Linked DNA regions of Mus musculus: regions 1 and 2 are each linked to region 3. Evidence: chromatin contacts called from public HiChIP or PLAC-seq and promoter capture Hi-C data. All regions are on one chromosome and are shown on one strand. The core of a region is the stretch at or near the end of the contact, and the rest is flanking DNA. Distances in the headings are between cores, read along the strand shown. Region 1 holds the start of Vps39 (VPS39 HOPS complex subunit). Region 2 holds the start of Pla2g4f (phospholipase A2, group IVF). Region 3 holds the start of Cdan1 (congenital dyserythropoietic anemia, type I (human)).

What was found. Promoter capture Hi-C pulls out the DNA fragments that hold promoters and counts their contacts. HiChIP or PLAC-seq counts read pairs in DNA pulled down with a chosen protein or histone mark.
Region 1: a contact with region 3 is called in a promoter capture Hi-C map of liver, with 4 times the contacts expected there. The contact joins the promoter of Vps39 here to the promoter of Cdan1 in region 3. A contact is called at or near these places in 13 of 39 promoter capture datasets (the 3T3-L1 cell line, 3T3-L1-derived adipocytes, the C10 cell line and 8 more), 2 of 484 Hi-C or Micro-C datasets (both in embryonic stem cells), 7 of 115 datasets of contacts at active chromatin or transcription factors (bone marrow-derived macrophages, cardiomyocytes, double positive thymocytes and 4 more) and 2 of 9 other capture datasets (adipose tissue and liver).
Region 2: an H3K4me3 HiChIP or PLAC-seq map of bone marrow-derived macrophages shows a contact between it and region 3, with 2.9 times the contacts expected there. The contact joins the promoter of Pla2g4f here to the promoter of Cdan1 in region 3. A contact is called at or near these places in 2 of 115 datasets of contacts at active chromatin or transcription factors (bone marrow-derived macrophages and large pre-B cells) and 1 of 9 other capture datasets (adipose tissue).

The regions. Positions count from the first base shown.
Region 1 is chr2:120,351,211-120,355,316 of GRCm38.p6, forward strand. It overlaps Vps39 (VPS39 HOPS complex subunit), which reads right to left and starts at 1,927. Exons shown (of 25, transcript NM_178851.4): 1 at 1,705-1,927. The coding sequence starts at 1,777. Tmem87a (transmembrane protein 87A) reads right to left here. Exons shown (of 20, transcript NM_001110496.1): 20 at 4,099-4,106.
Region 2 is chr2:120,312,215-120,316,051 of GRCm38.p6, forward strand. It overlaps Pla2g4f (phospholipase A2, group IVF), which reads right to left and starts at 1,951. Exons shown (of 20, transcript NM_001363073.1): 1 at 1,732-1,951; 2 at 833-905; 3 at 93-229; 4 at 1-16. The coding sequence starts at 1,842.
Region 3 is chr2:120,728,986-120,733,182 of GRCm38.p6, forward strand. Cdan1 (congenital dyserythropoietic anemia, type I (human)) reads right to left here and starts at 2,532. Exons shown (of 28, transcript NM_026891.2): 1 at 2,427-2,532; 2 at 1,717-2,207; 3 at 1,314-1,520; 4 at 945-1,114; 5 at 704-817; 6 at 546-624. The coding sequence starts at 2,516. It overlaps Ttbk2 (tau tubulin kinase 2), which reads right to left. Exons shown (of 16, transcript NM_001024856.2): 16 at 3,831-4,197. It also overlaps a transcript of Stard9 not described here.

The sequences.
Region 1 (4,106 bases), core at 677-3,176, 380 kb before region 3:
GAGAGACAGATTATGCCAGTCTTTCAGCTTAAATTTTGTCTGGGTCTTCATGTTCTGATTGCTAGATGAACTTTCCAGACCAACATACACAAAAGGTACAATGACTAGAAGTAGCAATAATTGCTAGTGCTAAAGCAGCAATAGTTATTATCTAAAGCCTGAAAGTGAACAACCTTCCTGTACTCCAGCAGCGACCTTAGTAGCCGAGGGGACCGGGCATTTCTCCTGTTTGGTGTGGGGTCAAAGCAGGACAAAAGCCACTTATCATTCCCAAGCTGGTCTTGAGGAGCTGAGCTAAGTGGCCTCTTTACTCTGACAATGTGGAGTCAATGAGTCTCTCTCAGAGGAGCAGTCAATGACTGTGACACGCTAAGGCAAGTGTGTGGCAGGCAGTTGCACTCATCTTGCTTGGATGTTCTGCCTTAGACTGAACTGAATACCTGCCCTACGTGTTGAAATAGGTAGCACACACTTCTGGTATCATCTATCTGGTGTCATAACCTGTCCTCATGCTTTTGACCCCCAAAGTGTTCTGGGTACACAGATACTATTTCTCATTCATCCTTGTATTCCTGTCCATAGTAGAGAGAACGGTACAGGTGGGTATCCAGAACATATTTAATGAAACAAAAGAGAAATGAACCCCTCCATGTATTATTCTCTATTGAGAGCACTTTCCTCCAGGAAATGAGGTTTTCTTGAGATGGCTGTAGGAAATTGGGTTCTATTCTCTCCCTAATTCAAAGGACTACATCAGTTTACATTGGAGGTACTATTTTACAGAGGCTAGGGGCTGCTCAAAGAAGAGCACAGGGAAAAAAAAAAAAAAAAGATGTGAATCCCTCTAAGGAGGCCACAAAGAACCTGCAAGGATGCCTGGGAAGCGCTAGCAACAGATGCTCGGCACACTGGTCACCATCAACATTTCCTTGTGGTCCATCGTGGTGCCTTCCTTAGGGTAAACTCTACGTACAGATTCTGAACTTTACCTTTGTATGGGCCCTTGATGTTTCTTGATATTTAGGGCATGGACATTAACAGAAAAGACTGAATTATTTTTACGTAGCCTGTTATGGGTAATAACGATGCATAGAAAAGCACTCGATGTAGCCTGAGAGCCAAGATTTACGTTCTTGAACTCCAGAAAACATGAAGGATGCTGACCTTGCTTTCTGCATTGGTCAATCCCAAGAAAAAGTATACAAGGTCGCATGGGTCAGGTTTCACAGCAATCTGTTATGATGCTCTTCCACTTCAGTCAGGTAACTTGGGCACCTCACGACATAAGGTAGTTATATGAGCTAACTACTAAAAGGAAAAATAAACTAAGTGAACACTAAATGCTCTGAAGCATACGGTGCTAACATTGTCTGTCACCTAGAACACACCGCAATCATTTAACAAGGTGAAGCACCTGGCAGGCTTTGCCCTTTTCACTCAAGACTTCTTGGGAACCGAAATGGGCCCCAACAGAGCACATTAATAATGTGAGCTCAGCCTCCAACTGCATAGCGCACAAGAGAGAGCGCGGAGCGTCCACAAATGGACTGTCCTTAGCAATCACGCAAGCCGCCCGGGGTCCAGTCACGTCCGCCCTCTCTGACAGCCTGCGTCCGCAGCCCACCCACAGGGTCAGACGCCTTGCCTCTCTATAGCTCGGCGTGAGGGGCCGCTGCCTCCCTGACCCGAGGCCCCGCGGCTCACCCCAGGCAGCCAGGCAGTCGATCTGCAGGGGAAGCTTTTCCAGGATCGGCACCGGCTCGAAAGCGTCATGCATGGCTGCGGGAGCTTCACCGCCACTGTCCCGCCCCTGCTGCTGGGAGGAGCCTGCCGTCCGAAAACAGGGAAGACTCGTATTCCACCAGGGACCCCTGCTACAGGGCCTTCAGCAACAACTCCATCCTCGCCGCCGGACTTCCTGTTGCCTTAAGCCCGCCCCTTCCGCAGCAGAAGCTCCGCCCCCAACCCGAGTTCACATCCATACCAGCTGCTCAGAGTCCCTTGGTGTTTGTGGTGGTAGAAGAGAAACTGATCTTTTTTTTTTTTTTTTTAAAGATTTATTTATTTGTTTTATTTATATGAGTACACTATAGCTGTCTTTAGACACACCAGAAGAGGGCATCAGACCCCATTACAGATGGTTGTGAGCCACCATGTGGTTGCTGGGAATTGAACTCAGGACCTTTGGAAGTGCAGTCAGTGCTCTTAACCACTGAACCATCTCGCCAGCCCGAGAAACTGATTTTAGGCAGTCAACTTAGTGAAGACCTCGCGATAAAGAGGAATTTAGCTCACTGGGCTGCGTGTCAGGAGAGATGGCAGCCTGACATCCCAGGACGCAGGAGGTTCAGAGTTATCTTCAGTACGTATCAAGTTTGAAGCCAGCCTAGGATACATGAGGCCCTGTCTCAAAAACCAGCCCTCCCAACCACGGAGGAAAAAGGAACTTCTGCCTTGGCGTCAGTCTTGGGTTGGAGATATACCACTTAGGAAATTTGGCTTTTCTTTTTCTTTGGAAATAGATTGTTGCAGGCCTTACTTTCATACTCTGCAAAACCTTCTTCAAAATAAGATTGCTTAGAATCGTGAACATCTGTCAAGTCTGACACACTCTAGCCAGTCAATAGATTGCTTCAGTACCATCATTACATTTCAGCTAATTCTTAGTTGTACCTTAGGTTTACATTGTTAAAGCTGTAGACCAGTGATTCTCTCCTAGTGCCTAGTCAAGCAAGTTTTGAAAAATTCAGGCTCAGACCTCATTCCAACTTTACTCAAACTTTGGAGAGTAGTATGAACTCAAGTAAGTTCATACACTTGAACAGGAAAGCCATTATAGGCTAATGTTCCTTAGCCCGGGCATAATCCCCTAGGGATTGCATACGGGACTGTTATGTGTGCACTGGAGGATGTTGGGAAGCAACCTCAGAATCTACCTGCAAGAGATGTTAGAGAAGCCCGCCCAAAGGTCAGATACATTAATGAAGATGCAATCTGGTAAGCACTTCTGGCGAGCCACTGTTACTGACCAATGTTTCAGGTCAGAGGTCAGATAGATGTCTTCCTCAGCTGTTTTCCACATTATGAGAAATGGCCTGTGTTTTTGTTTGCTCGTTTCTGAGACATATCCACCCCTTTTACAACTAGCCAGCCTAGCTCACTGGCAAGCCAGTAAGCTCCAGGGACCCACCTGTCTCTAGTCTCAGTGTTAAGGGCACTAGCTTTGTCACATGGATGACACGGATCCAAACGAACCCGGATCCTCATGCTGTGTGGCAAACACTTTACAGAGTCATTGTCCTGGCCTCCAGGCCACTGCACCTGGAGACATTACTAAAACATCCGTTTGATTCAATCAATCCAGAATGGGATCAACTGATCAAATGTTTCAGGCCACTGCACCTGGAGACATTACTAAAACATCCGTTTGACTCAATCAATCCAGAATGGGATCAACTGATCAAATGTTTCTTATAAGACTTGCCTTGGTCATGGTGTCTGTTCACAACAGTAAAACCTTAAGACAATACCTTATTTCCTATTATTGTTCTTTAAGGGTTCTACCTAAGGTAGATTTCAAAAAGCCACCACAGCAAAAAGCTGTAGAGAAATGTTCCCTAAATGCTATTAACATTTTACTATGATGTGCTGGTTAGCTTTTTGTCAACATGATATAAGCTAGAGTTACTTAGGAAATTCAGTTAAAAGGAATGTCTCCATCAGATTAGCCTGTAGGCAATTCTGTGGGGGCATTTTCTTGATTAATAATTGATATGGGAAAGCCCAGCCTACTGGCACTCCTGGGAAGGTTGCTCTGGGTTGTATTTTAAAAAATAAATAAATAAAAATAAAATGGGCTGGAGAGATGGCTCAGAGGTTAAGAGCACTGACTGCTCTTCCAGAGGTCCTGAGTTCAGTTCCCAGCAACCACATGGTGGCTCACAGCCATCTATAATGAGATCTGGTGCCCTCCTCTGGTGTGTCATATGTTTCAACAGAAAATAAGATAATCTGTAGTAAAAGTCATGGAAAGAAAGTCTCTACTAGGGTCTGAAAGAAGGGTGTGAAGGGAAAATTTGAAATAAATGAGAGAGACACTAGTTTTG
Region 2 (3,837 bases), core at 701-3,200, 420 kb before region 3:
CAAGCTCCAGGACGTTCTGGGGATAGGACTGAAGGGTCAGCATTGTGGAGGACGTCATTGGCTGCCATGCCCAGCCCCTTACTGGCCCACACCTTCACAGCGCCGTGGATCTGATAGGGAAAGGTCTCATTCCATTCTGGATCACTGCTGTTAACCACTGTCCTTGTCTGACTGGGGCTAACAGAAGCCGTGGGCAGCCACAGTCGAACATAGCAGTCGGCTTTGGACACTGCAGGTAAGCGGGGGAGGAGACTTGGCATCAAACTCTGATTGTTGAAAAGGTTTCCTGGAGGCTGGACTCAGAAAGGAAGGAGCAAGGGGAGAGGAGGCTGTCTGCCTGTGGTGTTCCAGGCTCTACCTTAGCCAGGTAACCTCCCACTCAACTGACAGAAATCCCCACAGCAGCCACAGTTCAAAGGATCATGTGGTAGCACAAACCATTGAGTAACTCCTTGAAATGGCCTGATTCAGGCAATAGAACTCTGTACCATGTGTGGGTACTGCCAAAGCTCCTGGAAAGCAGGCATTGATGTGTGGCAACGGGGCCTAACACACCCTCAGAAAGCCTCCTAGAGTCAGGAGGAGGCTGAAGTCTGCCCAACTCACCCCTCCAGTGTGCCTGCATGCCTCTATACCCCACACCACACCAAGGTACCCTCCCTCCAATGATTAACACCACCCTACCACCCTACTCCAAGAGAGCACACACACACACACACACACACACACACACACACACACACACACACACACACAGACACAGAGAGAGAGAGAGAGAGAGAGAGAGAGAGAGAGAGAGAGAGAGAGAGAGAGCAAAGCAAGGATTACTCACACTTATCTGTGTGCTGGATGTTTCTGGCCCTCAGCACCTTCACTTGAAGGTCGTAGTATGGGTGGGTTTCCTGCTGAAACAACAGAACCCTAGGAACTCAGTTCCAGGAAGCTAGGGTTGGCCTGATCTCCTCTCTCAAGTGTTTTCTGGCTTGAGTTTCTACTCTGTCTTACCATAGAACTTGCCTGGCCCAGGTCACTAATGCTCCTATGCCAGGAGCTCTGGGAAGCTTTTGCAAGGCGCAGGGTGCTGGGTGGTCAGGATTGGTGAGGGGCCTGGAATCTGGGGACCAGCTCAACTCTTAGTGTTCCCATGAGCAGCTAAGCTAGGTACGCTTTATAATGGTCAGCCTGCAGCTGCCCTCTAGACGTGACCTGGGCACTAGGATAATGTATTTAAGAAGGTCAAACACTAAAAGAGAAAGCCAGAACCCACTGCACCCACCAGCTTCCATGCAGGGGCTGAAAGACCAACCAGAGGCAGGAATGGGCAAGGGGAGGGGAAGCCAAGTCTCCTAGCTTGTTCTGGTCTGATAAGTCACTAGATTGAAGACTGAGCTCAAAACAAAACAAAACAAAAATGATGATGCCAGATTGCAGCCTTCTGGGTGTTAATCTACCCCCTGAAAACCCAACAAACCCTTCTCCCTTCTCTCCACAATGGTTATACAGCTAGACTAGTGCATTCCTGGCAAACCAACCACAGGCAATGGTCTCAGGCCGCCATCATTTCTTTTTGGAGGCCTTGGCCTGTCTCTCTAGTTTGAGCTTTTCCAGGTTGTCTGTGGTATGTTCCACCCTAAATCAAACCCCAGTGCAATGGCTGGCTTAGTCCCCACGGGGTGCCAGCCATCTCCCAGGACTCCAGCCAGCTTTTCCCAAGTGAGATCAGTACATTACCCGCCTATGCTTCCATTGTGGTTCGCTCTTTTCTGTCTTCCGTAGCAGTATGGCTCCAAGAAGGGGAAGTCCCTTGCCTGCCAGCCACTTTGGCTGGAGAGTCCAGGGCATGGCCAGCAGTAGCAGCTCAGGTCCCAGTAGGGAGCTTGCCTGTTTCCCAGAGCCACCCTTTCTCTGGCTATATTCACTGTCGCTCAGGTCTGACAAGTAGCACAGGAGTGGGAAGGGTGGAGCCACTGCTAGGCTGAGGCACCGGGGCTGGAGGAGGGGTTTGAAGTGCTCCAGGAGGGGTTTGAAGTGCTCCAGGAAATGAGTGGAGCCTGCTTTCCCTAGGCAATAGGCAAGTTGCTCCCTTTCCAAGAGACTCTTGGGGTCCTGCTTAGCTCTCTGGTCTCCAACTCAGGCCCTGCTTAGCTGAACTAGTTGTGAAAAACAGACACCACTCCCATCCCTTGCCATGTATGGGTAGGGCAAGAGCCCAGATATTCTTGTTTCCAACTAGTCTGCCATTAGCAGAAGTCAGGAGGTACTATAATCAGGGCTAACCTCATCTAGCTGCCAGAAAGCCCCACACCATCTCTCCTTCAAGTCCCACTTTCTCCACAGCTCTTAAGCAGAAACAGAAATCTCTGGCTCGGGTTTTTATGGGGAATCACTGACATTTATTGTCTCTTTTGGCCTCCCTCAGTTATTTCCTTAACACAAAGGTCATGGTATGTCTGTACCAAAGCCACCCACACCCTGAAAAGATTCATTTCATGACTCCTTTCCTGGGTTGGTAGAAGTGCCTGGTGCTTCAGGCATAGAGGCGGGGGCATGGCCAGGTATTGTAAATAAGGACAGAAGAGAGGCAGGCCTCTCTATCCTTAAACTGCCAGAGATAAAGGCTTTAAAGTGTCCATGACCATTTTGAGGCTCCGGCTGCAACCGCATGTCATGTCCTTTCCTGTGGACCACAGTCATCTAGGTGGCGAGGCAGGGACAGTGGCTAGCAAAAGTTCCTAGGAGACTCTTTTCATCTCTTTAACCATAACCCTTTCATATAGCTAAGGGTAGTGGTACACAGAACCCCAGGACAGGCAGGAGGCTCACTTGAACTCAGCATCGTGAGACCAGTTTAAGGTACCAGATAAGACCCCCATCTCGACCAGGTAATCTCTACTGCCTTCCCTCCCTCACACATCCACAGCTGGAGGCTGCAATGACATCCACAAAGGTGAATTAACTCCCAAACGAACAGGCCATGCTCAGACCAGAAATTCCAGAACCAGAGGTGACGTAACTGTGGTGACCTGCTTCACCTCAGATAGATTGTAAAAGAGATCTGACTCAGAGATGGCTAAGCCCAGCCCCCTTGCTGAACATGGATAGTTCAGCACCTGGATCCCAGGCTGAAGCTGGGGCTTTGGGTAAGGAGGGGCAGAGTTCTAGCTGGCTGAGTGCTTTTGGGCTTAAACCATATTCTCTGCTCGGAAGCCATCTCCCCATGCCTCAACAGACATGCCTCAACTCAAGTTCTGGATGCTTTTCACTGGCAGAAGATCTTCAGGACAGCCACAGACAGACAGCTAGGGTATCACAGAGGGACCAAACTGGCATTTTAGAACCAGGAAAAGTGAGCCAACTTTACTTTTCAAACAGAGTCCCTCCCTCTTACCAATTCCACATCTTCACAGGAGTCTTCTGGCCATAGTGAGCTTCAGGAGGCACAAAGCAATGGTGTATTAGATTCTGGGATTCCCAGAGCGATGATGGAAATATTCTGTGCTTGTGAGATCAGCCACACATCCACAGCCACAGATGCTGTGCTGGCCACAGATGGAGGCTTTTGTGAGAGGAGTGTTACTCTTTTTTAACTTTCTGATTCTTTGTGAATTTCACATGTACTCCAATCCCATTCAACTCCCCAACTCTTCACATCCACCCTCTGCCCCCGCAACCTCCCCCTCAAAGGAAAACAAACAAACAAACAAACAAACAAACAAAATACTGTTGTGGAAGTAGTAGTGCATCAGTGTGTCCCACAGTACACCCCTTTGTCCACACGTCTTTACTTGGAAATGTTCATTACAACGAGTCACTGGTCTGGATCTGCTACACTATCAA
Region 3 (4,197 bases), core at 1,282-3,781:
GGCATACAGGGCTCTCTATATTATGAGCAAGCACTCCAGTGATCTATATACTTAGACTCTTTTGTATATATTATTTGGGACTACAGCTTAATATTTTTCAAAGGCTGGCCTTCAATTTTCTGCAGCCTGGGCAGGTCTTTAAACTTGCAATCCTTGCTTAGCACCAAACCCAGCTATTTATTTTTTTAGAGGATAAACTCAGCCTTGATACAAAATCAAATGATACAGATGGGCCAGGAGTTGTAGTGCATGCCCTCATTTCCAGAACTTGAGACGCACAGGCTGGAAAATCTATGCAGGTTTAAGGCCAGCTTGTTCTGCTTAGGGGATTCAAGGCCAGCAAGGGCTACATAGTATCACCCTGACTCAAAAACTAAACCAAACAAAACAAAACAAAAAAACCAAACCAACCACAATCTCCTCCCCCTCAACAAAAGGTTACAGGTAAGGTCTAGGGCAACTGTATCTATTAAGCAAAGGCATGCACATCCCACACGGCTAGAAACAGACATATAAGACTCAAATGTCACAGCTAGAAAACTCACTGAAACTGATGCTCCAAAACTTGCACTGCAAAGAAGACGCAATCATGGATGCTACGAAACAGGGGAGTGTCCAGGGAATCTAGGTCAACAACAAACCGTTAGTTAAGAACTGTCCCACCTGCAAACATCATTTCTCAAAGTGAGACTTGCTTACTGACCTAGGGCACCCTGACTTGATTCCAGGTCACTGTCCTTGGTGGCCACCATTCTCCGAGCAGTAAGGAGCTGAAGGACGAAGAAAAGCTCCAAGAAAAGGTTTGGTACTAGGTTCTCTGTTTATAAAGAGAAATGCCATACCATCGTACCACTGACAAGCAGGCCAAGGCTCTGCGCCTCCTCTACTCTCTTACTCTGTAGTTTGCAAGCATATCCACCGCAGCCCCCTTTGCGCTCACTCACCAGCAATGCAGGAGGAGTAGATAAGGGCTACCAGCTCCAGGCGCTGTCGAGAAGACACTCTGGCCGGGTCGGCAGGCTCTGCGGTGAGGTTTCCTGTCCTGCTGGGAACCGGAGACCCCGATTCTGGGATGGGAGAGGCTGGGGTAGGTGACTGCTGGAGTTGCTTGGTGCTATGTGAACAGGAGGAGATGTCATGATTAATCAGCCTGGCTTTACCAGCGACATTCACATTCAGGTTCTGCCAGAGAAGACATCAACAGCCCAAGAAGCAAACCCAGAATCCCGAAGGGAGAAATCAAGTTCAGGAAAAATCCCTGCAAGTCCCGCATAAGGAGGAAGTTGACATCCCAGGTGGCGGCAAAGCCATACCGCGCCTTCCTGAGCATCTCCCGCTCCTCTTGCAGACTTCTGCACCCTGGGGGAAGGCCAAGGCCCCAAGGGCTAGTGTCCAGGGTTGAGGGTTGGGAACTGGGGACACAGCTGATTGGGGGTGAGGTGAAGCAGGTCTTGGGCTTGGACAGTGACCGCTCTTCGCTCACCGGAGTTGGGTTGATCCTTCGAGAAGGCTTCGTTCTGCTGAGAGTAGTCACAGTTTTTTGTTTTTTTCCAATTTTCTATCTTCAAGCATCATTCCATCCATAACAGTTGGGCCCCTTTTAAACCCTCCCCCATTGTGGTTTCTTCACCCTCAACCTTCTAACCATCGCGCACTCTACTGTGGGGCACCAAGCTCGGCTTTAGCGAACATCTTGCAATAAGGACCGATTCTCACCCTGCAGAGCCCGGAGGAACGGTGCCTACGGGAGGGAACTCCTCCAAGTTGCTGAGGTTTGGCGGATCAGAGAGCGACAGTCTGGGGCTGCCAGGGCTGCCTGAGCCCTTAGGCTTCCGGCCTCCGGCCCAAGGCGGGCTCTCGCCACTCGCCCCCTCCTCCGCGGCCCCGGAGCCCCGACCGCCTCGTTCGCGGGACGGCCCCGGTCCCGGACCCCGCCTGCGGCCCGCACGGCGGGCCAGAGGTGCCTCGGCGGCGGCGCTGAGGGGCTCGGCTGCAGGGAAAAGCTGGCTGCGCGCCCCACGGCCACCCCGTGCCGGGGCCCCCTGCCTCGCTGGCAAGGCTGCCGAGGCGACTGGGGTCTTGGCGGGGGTTGAGGGGCCCTGCGGGAGGACCCGGCTGCTCTGCTCCCTCAGGAAGTTCAGCAGGAACGGCACGAATTCCTTCCGCAGAGGCCGAAGTGCGCTCAGAGCGGCCACCTCGGAGCTATCCTGAGGAAGAAGCAGAGGTCGCGGGGCGAGAGCGTCAGCTGACAGCGCGGGCCGTCAGCGGCTGAGGCCGCAGGGTGGGCGGCCCGGCAGCGGCGCGCAGAGGAGCGAGCGCCCTTGGCGCGGGCCGTCAGGCAGGGCAGGCTGGGAGAAGGGACTGAAGCATCATCCCCCGCGGGAAGCACATTCCAGGCAGGCTTGAGGGCGTGTCCGCACTGTTACCTCCGAACTCGGGGTGCTGCGCGCGATCCACCGCACGGCGGCTGCGACCGGCACCTCTTCGCGCAGCAGCGACTCTAAAACGGCCGCCATCCCTGTGCAGGCGCTCTGAGGCTACTGAGCAGGCGCACTCGCGCCACGGGCAGCCGGGAGGGGCGGAGCCGGCGACCGGGATCGACCGTTGGACGACGGGGCGGGTCCTTGAGGGGTGGGGCTCTGGCGGCCCGGGAAGATCTGCCCAGCCAGCCAGGCCTGCAGGGCGGCGAGGCGCCTTTCTCTGATTTCCTGGCCCCTGGAGCAATGTGATAAGATGAACTGCCTGAGGAGACCCGGGTCTGAAAGAGGGACCAGACAGGAAAAGTGACCAACTCTAAGAGACCAGCCTATGAGACCAGACACCTGTCATAAGCACAGCCTTAGACCATGACTGTAGAGCTTTTTGAGTCACTCCCTCCTCAACCAAAATAAAGTGAGTAACCTTGTGTTTTGACCTTTTTGTTTTTTCTGAGACATGATTTCTCTGTATAGCCTGGCCACTCTGTAGACCAGGCTGACTTCGACCTCATAGATTATCTTGCCTTTGCTTCCGGAGTGCTGGGATTAAAGGGGTGCGCCCGGCCTACTTAGCTCCCCACCCCTTCCCCTCTTTTACTCAAAAGGCTGACTCTTTACCATTGGCCAACTTTTTCATCAACTGACAATTGAGGACAGAGTTCATGCTGAGGCATGTTATAAAATCATCAAATGTCCATCAGACTTGTATTGAATCCCTTACGTATTGTATTAAAGAGTTTACAGCAGGGGAATATCTCAACTTCTTTTACTTGAGAGGTCAGGATTCATGATTAGCTTCTGGAAGAGTATGGCATTCCTAGACACACTCCCCCGACCCTCCTCCACACACACTGGCTGGTTAACCCTCTGGCTACACTTCCTGTCAGGTCCCTTATTTTGAAAAATATAATAGGCTTTCGGATGATACTCCTTAGTAAAAGGAAAGAAAAAAAAATCAAGATATAGGATCTATAGTTTCCTCCAAAACAAAGTAGCAGTGTATTGGCCCTGTGTTCCTCTCATTCAAAGGAAGACCACTTGGTGATAGGCAGTAGATGGAGCAGGAATCCCTCTAGCATACTGCCAAGGAGAAGAAAAGGGAGTTTTGAAAACTTAATTCTGTGCTGGATTTAGTGGATGCTTGCAATCCCAGTGCTTGGCAGGCAGAGACAGAAGAATATCAAAGTCAGCTTGAACACGCACGTCAGACCCCTGAACCCTGGTGTTCACCTAGCGTCTAAGTTAGCCAAAATGGCCTTCTCTTGGTTGTCTGTCACTTCTGTAACACTTTAGTAGTTTAGGAAATAGTTTTCACTTTTTGAAATCCAAACCATCACACAAATAGCACTAAAGTTTGCATGCGGACTGAATGTTTTATTACTAGATTATAAAAATAAAATACAAAATAATTTTAAAACAGAACTTAAAACACTGTACAAAGCTTTAATATGGTACAAATGAGAAAATTAAATAAATAATTACACTTTTATGTACAGATGGCCTATACAAAAGCACTGCATGTTTTTCAATACTCTATGCCCATGGTTGCCTGAGCAAAAACACATAAAGGGAAGATGCTTGAAGGAGAAAGGATACAATGTAACACATTGAAAAGAACTTCAAAGAGCAATTTCGCATCTCATTAAGAGGAGGACAGCAGAACATTGACTTATTTCTCTTGTTCAGTAAGAGAATTCGGGTTATGACTAAGTTTGATAAC